Linked DNA regions of Mus musculus: region 2 is linked to region 1. The links are chromatin contacts, called in public promoter capture Hi-C maps. All regions are on one chromosome and are shown on one strand. The core of a region is the stretch at or near the end of the contact, and the rest is flanking DNA. Distances in the headings are between cores, read along the strand shown. Region 1 has its middle 28 kb from the start of Znrf2. Region 2 overlaps Nod1 (nucleotide-binding oligomerization domain containing 1).

Region 1 (2,700 bases), core at 68-2,567:
GTCCTCCTATCTTAAAAAACAAACAATCAAATGCCACCCCAAATTCGGCTTTTTGCTGACAGAAGAAAGTGCACCCTACATGGAAATTCATGCTTTGCAGCTTGTTTTTGAGGACCAGGTTAATACAATTTGAAGACCATGAGCTTTGGGCTTAGTTCAAATCCAGACTTGGTTGCTTGAGTGCTAGGAATCCTGATCCAGTGACTTGTGCTCTCTGAGTGTCTGATGTCTGCTATTTTAAATAACCACAGGGTTTCCAATATCATATCGCTCTTAAGAGGATTTACTGCAGCAGTGGACATGGAAGCCTCATATACTTAGAAATTCACACAGGATGTATGCCCTCAATCAATTCTACCATCAAAAGCCGGGTAAATTTCCAAAGCTTTGTGTTATCTCTGCAAACCAAAGTCAGTTAATCATTGACTGACAAAAACAGGTCACAGAAGACCTAGAGACTCCAGGGCTGTCCTTCAGCTCACTGTTACCAAGCAGAATTTAGAATTTTATACATGAACACATTGTACGGATATTAAAAATTGAACACCAAAAATAATATGAGAAAGGACAGCCAATAGTAAGGTGCACGTTCACACAGAAATATACTTGACATATTTATCTTGAGTGTCTTCTTTGGCCTCCGAATAGGGCAGTATTTTTGTGGGTTGGTCTGATGCTGTTTTATTCTGATGTTAATTCTGCTTCCTCAAGAGGGGTTGCCCCAAGAGTACATACTCAGGTGACCTCATGTGAACCTTCTCCCCATTTTAACTGGTCAATAAAGACTAGGAAAACAAACAAACAAAAAACAAACAAACTAGAGCCTGTGATTGGGCAGTGGAGGAGAAAAGTAGGACTGGAGGTTTGTGAATAGGGGCAGGTAGGGAGGCAGAAGAGGACCAGAGGAGAAGAAGAGAGGATGAAGGAAGAGGAGAAGGAAGCCTCGATGGAGCAGAACCAAGTGTCCAGGAGAAATCACAAGTAGTAGCAAGGGGGTCTTATAGCTGGGGAATAAGTTAGTATAGTGTTAGGCCTGTCCAATCTAGGCATATAGCTTATAATTATAATAACTGGATTGTGTGGGTTTTTTTATATGGGCTTATTTGGGGTTGGAGATTCCAGCAACACAGTGTAGACTTGGTCCTTTGGGAGCCACAGCTTTGAAGTAACTAGGCACAGAACAGGGTTAATTAGTGCCTTATTCTAGACACCTTCCCGGGGCCCCTATAAGAGAAGTGTTGCAAACCTCTGGTGAGCAGAGGTCAGGTAGGGCATAAACTGGCCTGGTAAAAAGTTTCAACATCCTTTGCCAAATTCCTCAAGACACACAGATACTAGTTCAGTTTCCATTTCGCAATAGATAAAGCTAAGGCACGGTAGTACTGTGGAATAGTGGTGAATACAGGATAGAAAGTAGAGTAACCTGCTCAGCTCCTGTGTACCCACCAGGAAAGACAAACAAAGCAGGTGCGGGCACTCAAAACCTCCCAGCATCAATTCAGACAGGAAGAGTGCTTAACACCTCTATTATGTTTCCCAAAATATGTCACCTCTAGTCAATTATTTTTTTAAAGCTCACATTGGGATGATTATTTTTACAGCTATAAATATGAAATTTAAAAATAGCTAAAAATAATAAATATCACAAGGTCCTAGAAATTATGGTTTCATTAATTAATTGTCTGACAGTTACTTTTATATATTTTTTGTGTATGTGAGAGACTTGGATGTTACCGATATCAACAAGTTAAATTACAGTGTCTACTAAGAAGTAAAGTAAACAAAGGTAATAAACCTATCTTCAGAGAGAGAAACTGAAGCCCAGAGCGGCAGGCACACTTGCCCAGCAGCTGCGGTTTGAATATGGTTTGAAACACACGTGGTGAGGTTGGAAGGTGGAGTCTTTAGGAAACAATGGGACCAGGAGGTCTCTGCTTTCATGAGTGGATGGATTCATTCCAAGATCCTTAAAGGGTAATCTCAAGAGCAATGCTGTTGTGGGGGAGCTCGCTAGTGGTGGCTGTGTCTGACTCACCATGTGACGCCATCTACCTTCTTATAATGCAGCACAGGCCCTCGTCACATACTGACCAGAGGCTGGCACCACATTCTTGGACTTCTCAACTTCCAGGGCAGCAAGATAAATAGACTGTTTTTCATAGTAAATAACCAATCCTATAGTACGTGTGTATTATGGCATGGGAAACGGAGCATGACACTGGCAAAAAGATATTGAATTTGATTGTTATTCTGCCAAAGAGGAAACAGAAAACTCTCCCATTACAAGATAGGAGTGAGTATAAATTTTGCTATCTCAACCTGAAGTTTATGCAGTTGGGCTTCATATTCTAAGGTCTACTGTCACCAATGTGCAACGTAAAACGACTAAAGTTCACATAAAGAAAGGTTCATAGTGCGTCAAAGCCCCACTGCTGGCAAACAATTGTAGGTCAAATTAGCCATTTAAAAATGCCTATGTTTTCTGCTGCTGACATCTGTCCCTCCACTGTGACATAAAACTAAAATAAACTGCTATGTGACTTGGCTATGCCCTTCCTCGATATGTACCCAAAGCACGTATGTCAGCAAGCCACAGACATACGTGCACATCCATGTTTACTGCAGCACTGTCACAAAAGCCAGGAGACAGAGACAAACTCCATGCCCACCTATGGAAAAATGGCTAAAGTGTGGCGTGTA
Region 2 (2,700 bases), core at 30-2,529, 150 kb before region 1:
CAGCTGAAAACAGGAACCTGTAGCCCATACCTGAAAGCAGCCTGTTGGCTCTTCATGAAGGGCAGGAGCTGTTTCGAGAGGGCAGACTGGGGAGCTTATCCTGTTCCCTGGGACAGAGCCTCTCTTCCTGATGGAAACAGCCAGCCCTTCCAGGCCAGGCACTGTTCTAAGGGCTGCCATCTATGGTATCACACAACCTCTCTCAATGCTCTGCAAAGGCTGCCCTTGTTATCCCGTTTGACGGAGGATTTCAGAAACTGGGGCTGAAGACATTTAAATGCTTACCCGAGGTTGCACAGGCAGTATAGGTGTCTGTCTTTGTTTACTTTTTTTAATGGCCTTAGTGATAAACACTAAGGCCAGAATCAGCTAGAGGACCGAAGGGTTTGTTTGGCTTAACATTTTCCCCGTCACAGCCTATCATTGAGGAAAGTCAGGGCAGGAACTCAAGCAGGAACCTGGAGGCAGGACCTGAAGCAGAGACCACAGAGGCTTGCTACTTACTGGCTAGCTTCTGGGGCTCACTCCGGCCTGCCTTCTTACATACCTCAAGAACACACCCTACAGAGTTTCCTATAGGTCCATCTGATGAAGGCGGGTTCTCCAGCCTTACAGAGTTTCCTATAGGTCCATCTGATGGAGGCGGGTTCTCCACTGAGATTTCTCTTCCCAGAGGCAGAGCTCGATGTGAGACTTTCACTAGGCAGATTGTTTATTTTGCCCTCTGAGAGGTCTGCCTGGCCAGGGAGATCAGCTTCAGTGTTCTAATTATCCACCGAGACTGAAGTGGAACTCAGGCCCTGGTTGGCAACATTCTTGCCACATACAAGTAAGGTTGCTGGTGAGGTTTCAGCCACAGCTCCAGTTCTTGGCTTCCTGGGAGGCCAAAATCATCTCCAGTGGCCATCCGTTTGCTACCTCAGTTGATCCAGGGTGAACATCTAACTCCTGTGCACAGCTCTTCAGAGTGGCCTGGGATTTTCTTTCTAGGGCAGTTGCTGGCTGAGTGTCTCCCACTGGAGCCTTCTCAAAGTTCAGAGAGGCTGGTCTCGAGCTGCGAGCTGCGCAACCTGCTGATCTGCCTCTCTGGACTTAAGGCTGTTGCTGTTTTCACAGCTCTCTGTAACTGTAGCCCAGGGCTGGCTTCTTAGGCAGCTGCAGGCTGGGCCTGAGGTAACTGCTCTGGGAGTTGCCTATTGAGAATGAACCAAGAGGGCAGCTGTCATCAGCTGGAGGTGTGGCCGCGGAACAGTCCTTTTCTTACCTCTGCTTTCAGGATGTGGGGTAATCAGATTGGAGACGAAGGGGCAAAGGCCTTCGCAGAGGCATTGAAGGACCACCCCAGCCTGACCACTCTCAGGTAACGTGCCTTCTGAGATATGGGCTCCAGGGACCTGGGGAGGAACTGTTGGGAGGGGGTGCCTGTCTTTTCTACTAGGGCAACATTGATTGGCACTTGGCTTCTCTTGCTGAAGTTTTCCTCAGTGGGTGTGAGTTTTTGGTCAAGTGCATTATTCTTAAGTGCCCAGTGAACAACAGGATGACACGGGACACCTGAAGCCCCTCAGTTTCTCCATGTGGCACCCTTTGTAGGGGCAGAGGCTAGGAGCAATATTCAAGCCCAGATAAAACGGAAGGGACACTGGCAGGCAGGTTCCCGTTCCTTCCTCTTTCTCAAATGACTCTAGGACAGAGGGGGCCCTCCCTTCCTGTGAACAGCCATCCATTAGTGTCCTTGCCTGACCCCAGAGCCTTGGAGTCTTAGAGTCTTATAGGCTCTACCATGGAAAGGAGTCCAAGACTCCATGGGTTTCTGAAACTCTCAGATGGTCTGAGCAGCCCTGTGAATGCCCTCACACATACAAGCCTGGCACAGTCCTCTTTCAGAGCACCAGGATCCCTTGGCCGTCAGCTCAGATGCAAACCCTGGAGTTCTCCCTTTGTTTCTACAAGGTCTTTTCAGACCCTCAGGCTCCTGCTGTTGGGCCAAGCACCCCGCTTCCTGCCTGGTGCTGTGTGCAGACAGATACTTCCCAGGTGACTGAGTGTCGACGGCAAGGCCAACCATGGACAGGCCTGTAATAATCCGTCCCCTGTGTCTTCCTTTCTAGTCTTGCATTCAATGGCATCTCTCCGGAGGGAGGGAAGAGCCTTGCGCAGGCCCTGAAGCAGAACACCACACTGACAGTAATCTGGTAACATTTTGAGTCATTTTTGAGGGTTGGGTCTGGTCATTATTGCCGAGGTTGCACGGGTTATGAACTCAGAACTGAAAAGCACTTCTTTATTTAAAAGGTGAATTAAATCTCTCCCAGCTATTTCCACAAACCCGGGCCCACCACAGGGATGAAGCAGGCTTTGCCACCTACTCTCAGCTTAGCTGAAGGTGCCAGAAGTCCCCTCAAAACAGGCCCAGCTTTCACACGCCTGGCCCAAAGGCACCTCCCCTTCCTCCCCTCCCTCCTCCTTCCTCCCCTCCCTCCTCCTTCCTTCCCACCCTCCTCCTTTCTCCCCTCCCTCCCCTTCCCCACCTTCCTCCCCTCCCCTTGCACTGCTGTTCATCCGTGCAGCTGCCTCTTATCATTCCTCACATCAGGACTTGGCATCCATGCCCCAGATGGCTTGTCTCTAGAAACCTGGAATCCTCCCACTTAGTAAGTGGGTGTTACAGATATGGCTTTTGGGTACCCCCCCCATCTC

Evidence for each region. Capture Hi-C pulls out chosen DNA fragments and counts their contacts.
Region 2: a contact with region 1 is called in a promoter capture Hi-C map of liver. The contact joins two enhancer-like sites. A contact is called at or near these places in 2 of 484 Hi-C or Micro-C datasets (embryonic stem cells and nephron progenitors), 1 of 115 datasets of contacts at active chromatin or transcription factors (CD8 T cells) and 3 of 9 other capture datasets (adipose tissue, liver and pancreatic islet).

The regions. Positions count from the first base shown.
Region 1 is chr6:54,787,963-54,790,662 of GRCm38.p6, reverse strand. No RefSeq gene overlaps it. Among named protein-coding and RNA genes, the nearest start is that of Znrf2, 28 kb to the left of the region's middle. Within about 2 kb of position 1,317, at least 19 of the 459 cell types and tissues checked have an H3K27ac peak or open chromatin away from gene starts, as enhancers often do. A contact at or near this core is called in liver, where this site is marked.
Region 2 is chr6:54,933,055-54,935,754 of GRCm38.p6, reverse strand. Nod1 (nucleotide-binding oligomerization domain containing 1) reads left to right here. Exons shown (of 12, transcript NM_172729.3): 8 at 1,277-1,360; 9 at 2,112-2,195. Among named protein-coding and RNA genes, the nearest start is that of Nod1, 38 kb to the left of the region's middle. Within about 2 kb of position 1,279, at least 54 of the 459 cell types and tissues checked have an H3K27ac peak or open chromatin away from gene starts, as enhancers often do. A contact at or near this core is called in liver, where this site is marked.